Linked DNA regions of Mus musculus: region 2 is linked to region 1. Evidence: chromatin contacts called from public HiChIP or PLAC-seq data. All regions are on one chromosome and are shown on one strand. Each heading gives the region's core, a stretch centred on a gene start, on an enhancer-like site or on the middle of the called end of the contact. The rest is flanking DNA. Distances are from core to core; before and after follow the strand shown. Region 1 overlaps Fgd4 (FYVE, RhoGEF and PH domain containing 4). Region 2 holds the start of Fgd4 (FYVE, RhoGEF and PH domain containing 4).

Region 1 (7,620 bases), core at 1,697-4,196:
TAAGAAGTGATTTTATAAAGCTTTCACCCCAGCACTTTTGAGCGAGAGGCCTTAGGGTCAGCAGGTCAAGGCCAGCCTGTGTTACATGAGGCCTTGTCTCAGAGGAGGAGAGCTGGAGAGCTGACTGTTACTCCAGAGGACCCAAGTTCAGTTTTCAGGATCCATGTCAAACATTTTAAAATCTATCTGTAACTGCACTCCAGCTCTACAGAATCCAACGCCTGCACTGGCCTATACACACACACACACACACACACACACACACACACACACACACACACACAATTGGAAAAGGAAATAGAGACAACTTAAAAGAATGGTTGACATGAACTTATTTTTTTCAGCTATTTTCTTTCTGTTGTGGTGTGTCTAGAGCCATATATTCTCCTGAAAAATGCCACATGATGGGAAATATAGCTGGGAGTCCTCAAAGTTGCCAAAATTCTCTTACTTGTGGCAACTTTCATTCCTTCCTTCCAGGTCAGAGGACACATTGCAGAAGTCGGGTGAGGCTATTCTTCCACAGCTGTCCCTACCTCTGAAGGACCCCATGCCAAGCCCTGCTCCTCTCCCTCCCAGGCAGAAAGCAGACTCCTGCTTCCACTTCTCTTGTGTGGCATTCAGGGCTTCTGTAAGGGCTCCCTGGTTGCTATAGTAACTCTACTTGTGAAATTTTAAAAGAAGAAATGCAGCAAAAGGGAAGTAACTTCTCTCATTCCATCCATTAAGTTCTGTTTTTCTTGAAATAACTTCTATCTTCAAGCAGTTTGTTATGGTTGGAACAAATCTATGTTCCCTCCTGGAAGGTGGTTCTGGGGCAAAGGGAACCAGTATTGGAACTGAGAACGATGCCAGCATTGACAGCACTGTTGGGGAGGAGCATGGCAGCAGTGTGGCCTTCATGGTGACCTTTCACAAGAAACCTAACCGAAAGACAGTAGCATTTCCTCATACATCAGTGGGTGATTTTATTTCTTTTAAGTCATGTAAATACATGTATATGGATTTAGTGTATCTTTTCTCATATTTTGTTTGAGTTCTTTCTATCTTTCTTTCTTTCTTTCTCTCTCTCTCTCTCTCTCTCTCTCTCTCTCTCTCTTTCTTTCTTTCTTTCTTTCTTTCTTTCTTTCTTTCTTGTTGGTTTTGTTTGGTTGGGTTGTTTTCATTGTTTGGTACTTTTGAGACAAGATCTGGCTAGCTTGGAATTGGATATGGAGACTGGGATGGCCTCAAATTTATAGCACAATACTCCTGCCTCTGGTGAGATTATAGGAATGCACCTGCAATTCTGGGCTTTGTTTAATCTTTTAAAATATAATTTAAATGTGTGTGGGTGTTTTGCTTGCATACCTGGTGCCTGAGGAGGCCAGGAGAGAGCAAGTGAGGCAGTAGGACTATTGTGCAGTTCCCTTAAGAGGTAGTAGTAAGCTGGTCTTGTTTCTTTGAACCTTAATTTTATTCACTTATTTCCTGTAGTATGATGTGAGTTCATGAGTGCAGGCAGCAGGTGCCATGATGCAAAGGGGGGAGGGGTGTCAGTGGACAACTTAGGAAGGTTTTCTCCTTCCACCATGGCATCTGTGCTGGAACTCAATTCTTTAGGCTTGTACTGTGTTGTAGCTTAGATTAGATGCTAACTTGACACACCTGGGAAAAGGGAACTTGGAGGCAGGGTCACAGGGGGCCTGCACTTTACATTACAATTGACAGGAAAAGACAAAATCTCAAGAATTATATTTATTTGTGTGTGTGTACACATATAAGTGCATGCATGCATCAAGCACACATGAATGGGACCAGTGAGTTACTCCATGCAGCTCATTTTGGTTTGGAGAAGTGCATAAGGAAAGACAAAATGTGCAGATAAACAAGACAGGGAAGTGGAGGCCAACAAGACTAGCTGAAGCCTGTTTATAGAAATTGATTGGCTAGTATTTTAGCAACTGGAAATTTAATTTGGAGAAACTTACCAGAAACACTAACTGGAAAATTAAATATAAAACAAATGAAAATCTACAAAGTCTGGAAAGATTTCCTCATAAAAAAAAGGATATATATTTTCTTTTTTTGTAAAGAAGCAGCGACATATTCCTAATAAATGACTTTTTGCAAAATGGGTGTATCGTAGGTTTTGCTTTTCTTTTTCAGAAGTACTATGATCTCTTTCAATTCATAGAACACTTCTGACACCAAACTTGAGCATCTTTCTCTAACACCAACTTTAATACTCCAGCCTTTCCTTTGACACTAACCAGGTGTCCCCTATTTTAATTCTGATACTACGATCCCCTAGAGTTAGCCTCAGAACTCAGAGGTTAAATACACAGATCCACAAGACTGCTTCCCCTTCTGACCAGCTGGCTGTGTGGAAGGTTCTGTTTCTTGCTAATGTCCATGACTTGATAGAATGGCTCACAGAACTCAGGAAAACTCTATACTGTCAAAGTTACAATAAAGGCACAGAAGTGTGTCAGGACACGGGCTCCACCTCCTGACATGTGGGTATGCATAGTCACCTCAAAGCTGTGGGAAATTGTCATTGACAGGTTCAGTCATGTGGACATGAATTGATAAATTCAGCCTCTCCCAGTGCTGCAGACCCTTTTGGTCCCTGTCTGCATAGAATGGGTCTCTAGTTGCAAGTGGACAAGGAGTTGGCGAATGACAGACAAAATCAACACAAGAGGTTGTGTAGAATCTGAATGTATTTTCACAAAGTGTACACCAGTCTTATATAATACAGAAAACAGAGGGTTAGGATGTCACAGCAGGCAAAGTACATTGAAGTTACCTGACACAAAACAAAGGAATGACTTCAAAAGGACTTACAGGAACCAGATAATATTTACAGTAAAGATAAAACAGCTCTGCTTAGGGTCAGCTAATGACAGGTAAGAATTTCACACCCTAGTCATAATTTGTGCTACTCCTTTGAGCCTTGTGAAAGCTAGCACCAGGGGATTCTGCTCTAGCAGACCTTCTCATGAATAATGCAATACCACAACCCCCCTATTTCCAAGGCCTTGATAAATTCTTGTATGAGTGTAACTTGGCTGTTCTTTTAAGTATCTATGGTGAATCATTTATCAGAAGAATTCACCAACTTGCTTCTAATGTGCAATGTAGCCTGCTATACCTGGCTGTAGAGAAGATCCCTGTCTCAGTGGGATTCCCTAACTCTTACATGGTAAACCCACCTAATAGCTAGGCCATTGTGTATTCCCTTGTTTGGATGAGACTGGCTACTGTCCTAAGTAATCACTCTGCAGTCTAGCTCTGAGCTATTCTGGCTCCGTTCTTTGTAATGCCTAATTAGTTTCACTGTCTCTACTAGAAGTAAATTTGAATGTTACTGAATAGGTAACCTTCTCACTGAATTCCTACTGAATTCCAAGTTTGTTGACTTCAAGGATTTTCTAGGATGATGGAACACTGGCGAAGGCTTAGCTATGTCAGAATTCAATCTTTAAAGACACTTGTAATAAAATAATACTAAAAGAGAGCACGTGGATCCGTACACCAGATTAATGCGGGGATAGGGTATGAGTATAAGGGTTATGAGAATGCCAAGGTTCCAGGAGGTTGGGTTTCCGTGAAACTCTTTGCCTCATGAGTGCTTCCAGGCCTCTCGGCCTGCCAAGCAGACTTCACTGGACTGTGCGTAGCATACCAGTTCTTCTTCTCAGAAATTGTAATAAAGGAATGGGATTTGAAAATTTGAAATTGATCTTTCTGCCAAGGAGCCCCACATGAAGCTATCCAGGGTCTGCCTTTATGGAAACACAAGAGGCTCCTGTCACCCAGGAAACTCCAAAGGTTTTTGGAACCCACTGTTAGGAGTATGTGATGCTACTGTTTCTAAGAAATTTTCAGGAGATGCTCTTGACAGAATCCAGAGACAAGGATTAAATACTATATATTTCTGTGGCACAAATCGATTCTAAAATCAACTACTCTTACTTTCCTCATCTATCCATGAAGAGGGATCCATGCTTGGCATATAAATATTGGCTGTGACTTAAACATGGTGCTATGAGTCTAAATAATTTCATGTAAAATGTTAGCAAATCTTTGTGGTACCTATCTTTTCTCATATTGGCAATATTTTAGCTTACTTGTTCAAAATCATAGGATTCATGTCATATAGCTTCCATTATAAATACTAATTTGATTTAAGCCAAGAACATAGTTCTCAGCTTGAGGATATTCAAATTTAGGAGAAAGTTTAAAACATCTCACCCCCATCTGAGAGTCTGATGAAACAACTTGGGGCTCAGGCAAAGTGTAGTCATTTCCTTTTTAAAGGTTCTATAAGTGATTCTAATGGTAGTCATTGCTGAGAACCACAAAATGTAGTTTTCCCATGCAGTACATATGTCAGGAAGGTACTTTTCACTAAAGACATTTGGAAAAGAGCTACACAAGGCAGGTAGGGTTTGGGACAATAAGAGAATAAATATAGCACTGCTATTCTGAGTGTGTGTGGAGTTGGTTGTAAGCTCAAGTGAGTTAGGTGCTATTAATGAGTTTCATGATAACCAAGACTTTTATTTGCCCAAGATCAGACTGTTAGTTAGGGACAGAACCAGGATTACAAACCAGGATTAGTTTGTTGCTTTTATTAGGAACTGCATGCAAATTTTTATATAAAAGGTTAGATCATGAGGACTATGTCCATAGAGTGAACAACAGCGCATGTGTCATAAATGAATGTAACTGTCCTCCAGTAACTGACAGAAGAGATGAATGTAACTGTCCTCCAGTAACTGACAGAAGAGGTGACTAGTGAGAACTAGTCTGTGGCCTGGACACTGCAGACCCATGACTACATATTGGAAAGTTATTTCCTTGACAGGGTAATGATCTTACAGATCCTCCTTGGTACCTCTCTTTGCTGAACTGTTTCTAGTATTAACCTTTTCTCCAATAGTTCTCATCCTTTGGTAGGAGAAAAAAATGGCACATATTCCATGTCTAGAAAGAAAATGATCTTGAGCAGAATTCTTAAAATGAATTTGAAATCTAAACTCACCCTGTGGACATTCATTATTATCTTGAGTTTTAAAATGTAAAACTCCATTTAAAAATCTGAAATTACTTTTTAAATTTGGTTTTATACTACAGTACAGTGTTTATAATGATTTTTGTGATTGGTGCTAAAGTCTAAAACAATGTTTTTATTTGCTCTTTAAAATCACTGTGCTAACCAATACCCCTCATAGTTTTGCCTCTAGTTGCATATGTAGCTGAGGATGGCCTAGTCGGCCATCAGTGGAAGGAGAGGCCCTTGGTCTTGCGAAGATAATATGCCCCAGTACAGGGGAACACCAGGGCCAGGAAGCGGGAGTGGGTGGGTTGGGGGGCAGGGCGGGGGGAGGGTATAGGGGGCTTTGGGGATAGCATTTGAAATGTAAATGAAGAAAATATCTAATTAAAAAAGAAAAAAAACAAAATCACTGTGCTACTTACAAAGTGATGAGTAGAATCTTTGTCAGTATGTAACTATAACATGGAAGTCTCTCTCTCTCTCTCTCTCTCTCTCTCTCTCTCTCACACACACACACACACACACACACACACACACACACACACACACACACTTATGATGTATTAAGAGTGTGACTGGACGTTCACTCAGCTTATCAGAAACTGCAGCCATGTAGCTCAGACCTAACAATCATGGGGAATCTGCCATAGCATGACCCTGGATTCTAGATAGAATTTGCAGGATTCTTTAATAGGGGCATTTTGTAAGCTTCAGAATTGAGAATCAAGTATAGGTCAGAATTAGGAGGATCAGGAAGTTTGCTAAAGGTCCAAGGACCTGGAAAGTAGGTGAGCCAGGGGCTCAAAGCTGGCAACAGAGGAAGTGACCTGCATTGTTCTTCCATCTGTTGAGTTATCTCAAATCAAGACTGGACTGTTCTCAGCATACATTGCTCTTGAATAGTTAATAAATCATTATTAATAAATAAATAAATACACGCTTTTTACTATGCATTGTTATTAAATTATTAAATGGCATTGTCTGGGATACTGGGTCTTTGAAGCTCCTGTCTATATCATCTGGGCAGAAACTGAGATCATAGTAAGCAGAAATATAATCAATGTAATCACCTGAGTATCATAGTAAAACCGAAGGATTTATAAGATGAAATGCAGGAGTGCCCGCAAACCAAACATGGACGTAAAATTTGATATCAACCTGTCCACTTAATCCTCTGTTGAATTTTTATAATGGACTTTATAATGTCCTGATTATATCATTCCGTAGGATTCTAGAGGGGAGAGAATAAAAGAAGGCATAAAATGTGCCTTGCAAACTTCATGCTTGATTCAGAAATGAACATTCAGTTTAGTTAGATACCATTGTTCTTATAATTTAATTTTGGTAAGAACTTTAGTGGTATTGAAAGCAAGAATCTTTGCAGCAGACTATATAAGTATTAAAGCAGTATGAAGGTCTAAGTCAGTGTTTCTCAACCTGTGGGTCATGACCCCTTTGTCAAACTTGTATCTCTAAGAATATTTCCATTATGATTCATAACATTAGCAAAATTAGTTATGAAATAGCAACAAAATAATTTTTTGGAGATCACTATAACATGAAGAATTGTATTAAAATGTGTCAGCATTAGGAAAATTGAGAACCACAGCTCTAAATTCTAATTGTCATAAGTTTTGTGATATTTGGCATATTTTCAAATGCACACAACTAAGGAACCAAAAGTTCCTTTAGGAAATTGGGAAACACCCAAGAAGTTCTGGAGCTTTCATCCCATGCCGTTTCTTCCTACATGGCTGGTGTTTGTGGTTGCTTTCAGCAAACTTAAGGACATCAGCCCTTAGAAGATGGACAAATGATTTAACCCATATTTGCTGAGAACAAAATAGAAAACAAAATAGATAATGAAAGGCTCAGTGATCTAGAATATCAGTCACTGAGTACATGGTTGTAAATTGCACCAATAAACTGCCCCTGCTTTTTCCCTTCTAACTATAATTTCTATTTCCATCTCCTCTTGCTCTGGAAGGTACATTTCACATTTTAAAATTTGTGTATGTATATATGGATATGGTGGTGCATAGCCATTATCCCAGCCATTAGGAGACAGGCAGGAGAATTGCAGTATGTTTGAGGCAATTCTTGATCACATGGTGAGTTTCAGGCCAGCCTAGACTACACAGTGAACCCTGTCATCTAACATAGTATATCTATGTGTACCCATACATATACATATATGATACATATTTATACACACATATATGTATGCATATACACACCATATACACACATACATATATACATATATTACATACATACATACATGTACATATATACCAGTTATCATGGTTTGAATGAGAATGGCCCTCATAGATTTCATATATTTGAATACTTAGTCCCTAGTTGGTAGAACTGTTTGAAAAGATTAGGAGATGTAGCCTTATTGGAGGAACTGTGTCACTAGGGGCAGACTTTGAGGTTCCAAAACTCATTTGCTATGCCATTGTACTACTGCTTGTGTCTTGAAATTGAGCTCTCAGCTGTCTGTAGCCATGTCTGGTGCTGCTGCCACCCTGCCTCCCATGAGAGGGATAAAATACTAGGTTCTGGAACTA
Region 2 (7,620 bases), core at 3,338-5,837, 77 kb before region 1:
ACTCAAACAAATCAGTAGCCTTCCTCTACTCAAAAGATACTGAGAAAGAAATTAGGGAAATGACACCCTTCACAATCATCACAAATAACAGAAAATACCTCAGTGTGACTCTAACCAAGCAAGTAAAAAATCTGTATGACAAGAACTTCAAGATCTCCCATGCTCATGGATTGGCAGAATTAATATAGTACAAATGGCCAAGTTGTCAAAAGAAATCTACAGATTCAATGCAATCCTCATCAAAATTCCAAATTTTCATAGTTAGAAACAGCAATTTGCAAATTTATTTGGAATAACAAAAAACCCAGGGTAGCGAAAACTATTCTCAGTAATAAAAGAACTTCTTGGGGAATCACCATCCCCAACCTTAAGCTGTATTACAGAACAATTGTGATAAAAACTGCATGTTATTGGTACAGAGACAGGCAGGAAGATCAATGGAATAGAATTGAAGACCCAGAAATAAACCCATACACATATGGTCACTTGATATTTGACAAAGGAGCTAAAATCATTCAGTGGAAAAAAGACAGCATTTTAAACAAATGGTGCTGGTTCAACTGGTGGTCAGCATGTAGAAAAATGCAAATCGATTCATTCTTATCTCCTTGTACAAAGCTCAAGTCCAAGTGGATCAAGGACCTCCACATAAAACCAGGTACACTGAAACTTACAGAGGAGAAAGTGGGAGAAACTTACAGAGAAGAGCCTCAAACACATGGGCATAGGGGGAAAATTCCTGAACAGAACACCAATTGCTTATGCTCTAAGATCAAGAATAAACAAATTGAACCTTATAAAATTGCAAAGCTTCTGTAAGGCAAAGGACACTGTCAATAGGACAAAGAGGCCACCAACAGATTGGGAAAAGATCTTTACAAATCCTACATCCAAAAGAGAGCTAATATACAATATATAAAAAGAACTTAAGAAGTTAGCCTCCAGAGAATCAAATAACCCCATTAAAAATGGGGTACAGAGCTAAACAAATAATTTTCAACTGAGGAATATGGAATGGCTGAGAAGCACCTAAAGAAATGTTCAACATCCTTAGTCATCAGGGAAAGGCAAATCAAAACAACCCTGATATTCTACCTCACTCCAGTCACAATGGCTAAAATAAAAACTCAGGTGACAGCAGATGCTGGGGAGAATGCAGAGAAAGAGGAACACTCCTCCATTGTTGGTGGGATTGCAAGCTGGTACAACCCCTCTGGAAATCAGTCTGGTGGTTCCTCAGAAAATTGGACATAGAACTACCTGAGGACTCAGCAATACTACACCTGGGCATATAATCAGAAGATGCTCCAACATGCAGTAAGGATACATGCTCCACTATGTTCATAGCAGCCTTAATTATAATAGGAACTGGAAAGAACCCAGATGTCCCTCAACAGAGAAATGGATACAAAAAATGTGGTACATTTACACAATGGAGTACTACTCAGCAATTAAAAAAAATGAATTCATGAAATTCTTAGGCAAATGGATGGAACTAGAAAATATCATCCTGAGTGAGGTAACCCAATCACAAAAGAACACACATGATATGCACTCACTGATAAGTGGGTATTAGCCCCAAAGATCCAAATAACCAAGTTTCAATTCACAGACCACATGAAGCTCAAGAAGAAGGAAGACCAAAGTGTGGGTGCTTCTGTCTCCTTTAGAAGGAGTACAAAATACTCACAGGAGCAAATATGGAGATAAAGTATAGAGCAGAGACTGAAGGAAAGGCCATTCAGAGACTGTCTGACCTGGGGATTCATCCCATATACAGTTACCAAATTCAGACACTATTGTGGATGCCAAGAAGTGCTTGCTGATCAGAGCCTGAGGTGTCCATCTCCTGAGAGACCCTGCCAGAGCCTTACAAATACAGAGGTAGATGCTGCTGGCAGTCAACCATTGGACTGAACGTAGGGTCCCTAGTAGAAGAGTTAGAGAAGGGATTGAAGGAGTTGAAGGGGTTTGCAACCCCATAGGAAGAACAACAATATCAACCAACCAGCCCCCCCCCCAGAACTCCCAGGGACTAAGCCATCAACAAAAGGGTACACATGGCTCCAGCTGCATATGTAGCAGACGATGGCCTTGTCATGCATCAGTGGGAGAGGTCCTTGTTCCTATGAGGGCTCAGTAAATACCCCAGTGTAGGGGAATCAAGGGTGGGGAGTTGCAAGTGGGTGGGTGGGTGGGTAGAGGAACACTCACATAGAGGTGTAAGACCCCCTTTCGGGGACCCCCACTCTAGCCTCGGGAGAGAGAGAGAACCCAAAGAAACATGAGAATCCTTTCTTGTTGTAAACACATGAGGCAGTTTAATGACAGAGCTCTGGGTCAAAACGTATCTAACACAGGAGACAGTGGATTCGACCCCAAGGCTCGAAAACTAGGGGGTCTTAATGGGGTAAGGGGCTTAGGGGTGTGGAATTCAGCATAGTGACACACTATTGGCTTATTTAAACATTAACAGAAGAATTACATGTACGTGCAGGGTGTCAGAGTTCTGTGAGTTGTTGACTCAGTTCAGATAGCCTGTTATGTCCTCACATTCCTCTTTATCTTTAAGGTTAAGCTGTTCTCAGGAATGTTTTAGCTACGGGGCATACCCGGGTTTGTTTTTCTTTTTTCTCAGCCCCAGGCAGCCTCTAGGCTCACAAACAACCAGCAATTTCTGAGTACTTTATATGACTTACAGGTCTTGAAATTTCATCTTTCAGAGGCAGGGGGATAGAGGATGGAATAGGGGGGTTTCCTTTCTGGGAGGGGCGGAAACCAGGAAAGGGGATAACACTGAAATGTAAATAAAGAAAATATCCAATAAAAAAAGAAGAAAAAAAGAACTCTAAAGCACATTAGTGCATTATCACTAAATTCCTGAAGGCAGTGTTAGGAATGAGTTGCTATGGTCCATTTTCAGTATGAAGTGTGCTAAAATGTTCCTGAGCTGCAGATAAGCAGGCATCCCCAGGCTCATCTCTCTCCTCTCTAAAGGCTGGAGTCAACTTATCTCACAACTCTGTAGAGTTGGAAAATTACATGTAGTCTGTTATGCAACTAAGTCTAGATGAAAGAAGGAGGGCAATGTGAAGTCCTAAATTATTTTTTAAGTAAGGTACTATATCCTAAATCAATAAGATGGGGATTTGAGAGCAAGTCTGTTCATGAGAGAGAGAGGACAAACTTTTCTTGTATTTAGGGGACTTTAAAAGCTATTGTCGGGCTGGTGAGATGGCTCAGCGGTTAAGAGCACCCGACTGCTCTTCTGAAGGTCCTGAGTTCAAGTCCCAGCAACCATATGGTAGCTCACAACCATCCGTAAGGAGATCTGACTCCCTCTTCTGAAGTGTGTGAAGTGTCTTCTGAAGTGTCTGAAGACAGCTGCAGTGTACTTAGATATAATAAATAAATAAATCTTTAAAAAAAAAAAAAGCTATTGTCTTGAGCCAGGTAACCATGTTAGCTACTTTTGTCTTTTCTCTGTGGTCATGTCCTTTTTCTGCCGTGGAAATGTACATTGGAAACTGCTTCATATTCATAAATCTGTTGACTTTATTACTACATTATCTTTAACAGTGGTCATGATAAACTGGGTCTTGTGCTGTTCTGGAAACCAGTGTTATTCTGTGGATGAAATCTGAAGGGAATCTGTCTGCACCGACTGACTGGCTGGTTAGAACTTCAGTACTGTAGAGAGGTTAGAACGCTGCAAGCCCAGAGGCTAATTAACTTACCTTGGCCTAGCTTTAGCCCAGGGGAACAGTCATTTCTTGTCCACCTCTACTTTAAAACTAACATCCCATGACTAACAGATTAAACTAACCTTTGGAATCTATTGACTGACTTAGATGACTTCTAGCAACCACAAAGCTAAGAATGTCACGAGATAGTATCTCAAGCCTATTCAAAAACCTCCATCTTGCTGGTAACCGCCTCTCTGATATACCTACCAATGGACTTTAAACTTGCCTTGATTTACGACTTTCTTTGTTCTGTGAAACTCTAAGACTGCTTCCGCATTGGAACATGGAATTTGAGGTTGTCTAAATCTGTGTTCCTGGGCCATGGTTACTCAAAAGGGCTGCAGAAGAAACTTTTATTCCCTTTAAGGTGAGAGCTGCGCTTCCTTATTGCTTGAACAGCGCTCCCGGCAAGCTGATTCGCTTCTTCCAAGAGCCGGCGGTGCATCTGGAATTCCGGCTTCTCAGTCATTTTCAAAGCTGGGTTTCCTTACCTAAAGTTTGCAGCGCGGTAGCCTGGGAGACTTTGGCTCTTGAAAGTGTGGTGAGTAACAGCCAGACTGTTCTTCCAGCATCCCAGGGCGTGGTCGGTAAGTAAGCTGATGAGGCGTTTCTGAGGTTCAGGTGAGCCAGGCAGGTGCACTCTGCCTTCCCCTGGGCCAATGGGCGACGCCGGTCCCCCCCAAGCCTCTTCGGCGCTCGGGCGGGACCGCGCTGCACTCTGGCGATTGGCTGTGCAGCGGGGGCGGCCTGGGCCGGCCGCTGCCGGAGAGTCCGACGACGGAGTCGGAGCGCAGGCCCGGGAAGCGAGGCCTGCGCGGGGAGGGAGCGCAGGGAGTCGCGCAACCTGGACGCGCGCGGGGCAAGGCTTGCGGGAGTGACCGCAGGCCACCATGAACAGCGAGAGCGACCATAACTTCAGGCGGGTGGCCATCCGGCGGAAGTCAGGCTCCTACCTGCCGCCCGGGATCCCCCGGCCCTGGAGCAGGCCTTCGCCGCAATTGCGGCGCCTTGACCGTGTCGCGCAACCCAGCCAGGCCGCAGGTAATGCGTGGGTGAGCGGAGCGAGGGCGTGCCGCGTGTTGGGGGGCCGGCGGGGGGCGTGCCGCGCGTGTTGGGGGCGTGACGCCTGTGTTGGGGACTGGCGGAGGGCGTGCCGCGTGTTGGGGGCTTGACGGGGTGTTAGGAGTGGAGTGGGTGTGGGTGTGTGCCTTTGGCTGTTGAGGACCTGGGGGAAAGGGCTGCCTTCTGTTGTGAAAGGGATCCTCACAGGTTAGTTACCCCGCAGGACACTATTCCTAGTTAGTTTGTTCTTTCTCCCAAAGCTTCAAGAATATGGCCAGCTTGTTCTTAAAAAACTAAAGGTGTGCCCTTAGAAAAAGCTTTATTAGGAATTGTACAACCTATTTTTCAATATACTGCTGTTTAAGATTCACCAAATTCCTCTGCTCAGTTGACCTTAGTTCCCTGGCGCTCCCTTCCCGAGGGCAAAAGTCAAACACTCAGATAATGTTTATGTTTTTGAATATTTTGAATCTTAAAAAGAAATCTCACCCTTCTTTACTTTCATTTTGTAATGATTGAGCAAGCAGCTTTGTGTTTTTATCAATATGATCAATGTCGAGACTGGTAAATATGCTGTCTATTCCTTGTCCCGAAGCTATAGAAGGCACATGACAGAAAATCGTGATGGATGGTGTGTTAAGTGTGTGTTCACGTTAGATAAGTCAGGATGTGAGATGATGCATGAACTGGATCACGGAGAGTCCTCTGTAATCATTTCCTGTAGAAGTAAGAAACTGATAAAGTATTCTGGAGATCTCTTCCAGTTCTAGCTGTGATTCACCAAACTGAATGAAAATGTTATTAAGTGAAAATGGTTTGCTTTGTCATCGCATTTTGTCACCCGTTGTTTTCAGCACAGACACTGGTCTGATGCCTCTGTTATGTTACTAGATTTATTTTCAAATGCTTTGAAGAGACGATCAAAATATGAAACATCCTCTTTCAAGAGTCACAGTATAGTCTATAAATTATTTCTGCAAAGCAGCTATGCTTGTAGGAGAAAGGGTTCTGTTTGCTCTTTTATTTATTTGTGCCCTCCCCATTCCCCCACCCCCATACTGGGAGTAGAATTCAGGGCACTTGGGTAAGCAGGCTACTACTCACTATGCCCAGCTATCCTGGTTTTTTGTTTGTTTGTTTGTTTGTTTTTTGGTTTTTTTTCCATCCATTGCTGAAGTCTTCTCCTCCTAATTTTTAAATTTGGTCTTCTCCTCCTAATTTTTATTTTTATTTTTTTAAATATATATTTATTTGAGTATACTATAGCTGTCTTCAGACATACCAAAAGAGGGCATCAGATCCTATTACAGATGGCTGTGAGCCAGCCACCATGTGGTTGCAGGGAATTGAACTCAGGACCTCTGGAAGAGCAGTCAGTGCTCTTAACCACTGAGCCATTCCTCCAGCCCTCCTTCTAATTTTTAAATTCAAAGGGAATCTCTAGCAATTTCAGAAATAGAGTACCACCGGGCAGTGGTGGCGCACACCTTTAATCCTAGTACTTGGGAGGCAGAGGCAGGTGGATTTCTGAGTTTGAGGCCAGCCTGGTCTACAGAGTGAGTTCCAGGACAGCCAGGGCTATACAGAGAAACCCTTTCTCGAAAAACAAAACAAAACAAACCAACAAACAAAAACAAAACAAAAAAAGATTTATTTACAGGGATCCATACCATAATCAACCACCAAACGCAGGCACTATTGCATATGCCAGCAAGATTTTACCAACAGGACCCTGATATAGCTGTCTCTTGTGAGGCTATGCCAGTGCCTGGCAGATACAGAAGTGGATGCTCACAGTCATCTATTGGATGGAACACAGGGCCCCCAATGGAAGAGCTAGAGAAAATACCCAAGGAGCTAAAGGGGCCTGCAACCCTATAGAAGGAACAAAAACATGACCTAACCAGTACCCCCCAGAGCTGTGTCTCTAGTTACATATGTAGCAGAAGATGGCCTAGTCGGCCATCAATGGAAGGAGAGGCCCTTGGTCTTGTAAAGATTATATGCCCCAATATAGGGGAATGTCAGGGCCAGGAAGCAGGAGTGGGTGGGTTGGGGACCAGGGTGGGCAGAGGGTATAAGGGACTTTTGGGATAGCATTTGAATTGTAAATGAAGAAAATATCTAATAGAAATTTGTTTAAATAATAATAAAAAAAGAAATAGAGTACCTATGAACAGTAGAGAAGGCTCAGCAGGTAAATTAGATGCTTGCTTCCAAACGTATGACCTGAGTTCCATCCCTGGTACCTGCATGATGGAAGAAGAGAATCAGTTCTGGTGGGAGGTGCACACATGAGTGCTCCCCCATACAATGAGGAAATGCAGTTTTAAGAGAAGTAAAGAGCTTACAGCAGAGCCTTCTAGTTTTGTTATATTGTATCAGTATTGCCCTTCTAGTTTTGTTATATTGTATCAGTATTGCCCTTCCTGTGAGTCAGCCTTTTCTCGTATTATTGTCAACCTTGGGAAAGAATTACTTGTATCTGAATAGGTGTGGCTGCTCCCTTCACACAATAAAATCTGTAGCAACTGAAGGAAAAGGACCTAGTTTTCTAAAACACCTGTTGAAAGTAAAGAATGTAAGAAAAAAGTGTAGAATGTTTCTTCCTTTGAATCAAATCTGACTTTCCTTATTAAATCTCCCCAAACCATCCATTATTAAATAACTGTTTCCTTCATGGAAAAAATAAGCCAAATTAAATTCTTGGGAAGTGCCAGTTCCTTCGGGGGGAAAAATTTATATGTGGGAGCCGCACAATTGAGATGAATCAGAGTGGACAGTCTTCCAGAGGAATGTTACTTTTCTTAAG

What was found. HiChIP or PLAC-seq counts read pairs in DNA pulled down with a chosen protein or histone mark.
Region 2: an H3K27ac HiChIP or PLAC-seq map of embryonic stem cells shows a contact between it and region 1, with 12 read pairs. The contact joins the promoter of Fgd4 here to the enhancer-like site in region 1. A contact is called at or near these places in 1 of 15 datasets of contacts at CTCF or cohesin (CD8 T cells), 12 of 484 Hi-C or Micro-C datasets (the HPC-5 cell line, Sertoli cells, bone marrow-derived macrophages and 6 more), 5 of 115 datasets of contacts at active chromatin or transcription factors (bone marrow-derived macrophages, embryonic stem cells and microglia) and 4 of 9 other capture datasets (adipose tissue, embryonic stem cells, liver and 1 more).

The regions. Positions count from the first base shown.
Region 1 is chr16:16,518,702-16,526,321 of GRCm38.p6, reverse strand. The region is part of intron 1 of Fgd4 (FYVE, RhoGEF and PH domain containing 4); the gene reads left to right. Among named protein-coding and RNA genes, the nearest start is that of Fgd4, 77 kb to the left of the region's middle. Within about 2 kb of position 2,946, at least 16 of the 459 cell types and tissues checked have an H3K27ac peak or open chromatin away from gene starts, as enhancers often do. A contact at or near this core is called in embryonic stem cells and microglia, where this site is marked.
Region 2 is chr16:16,596,945-16,604,564 of GRCm38.p6, reverse strand. It overlaps Fgd4 (FYVE, RhoGEF and PH domain containing 4), which reads left to right and starts at 4,587. Exons shown (of 17, transcript NM_001301817.1): 1 at 4,587-4,787. The coding sequence starts at 4,637.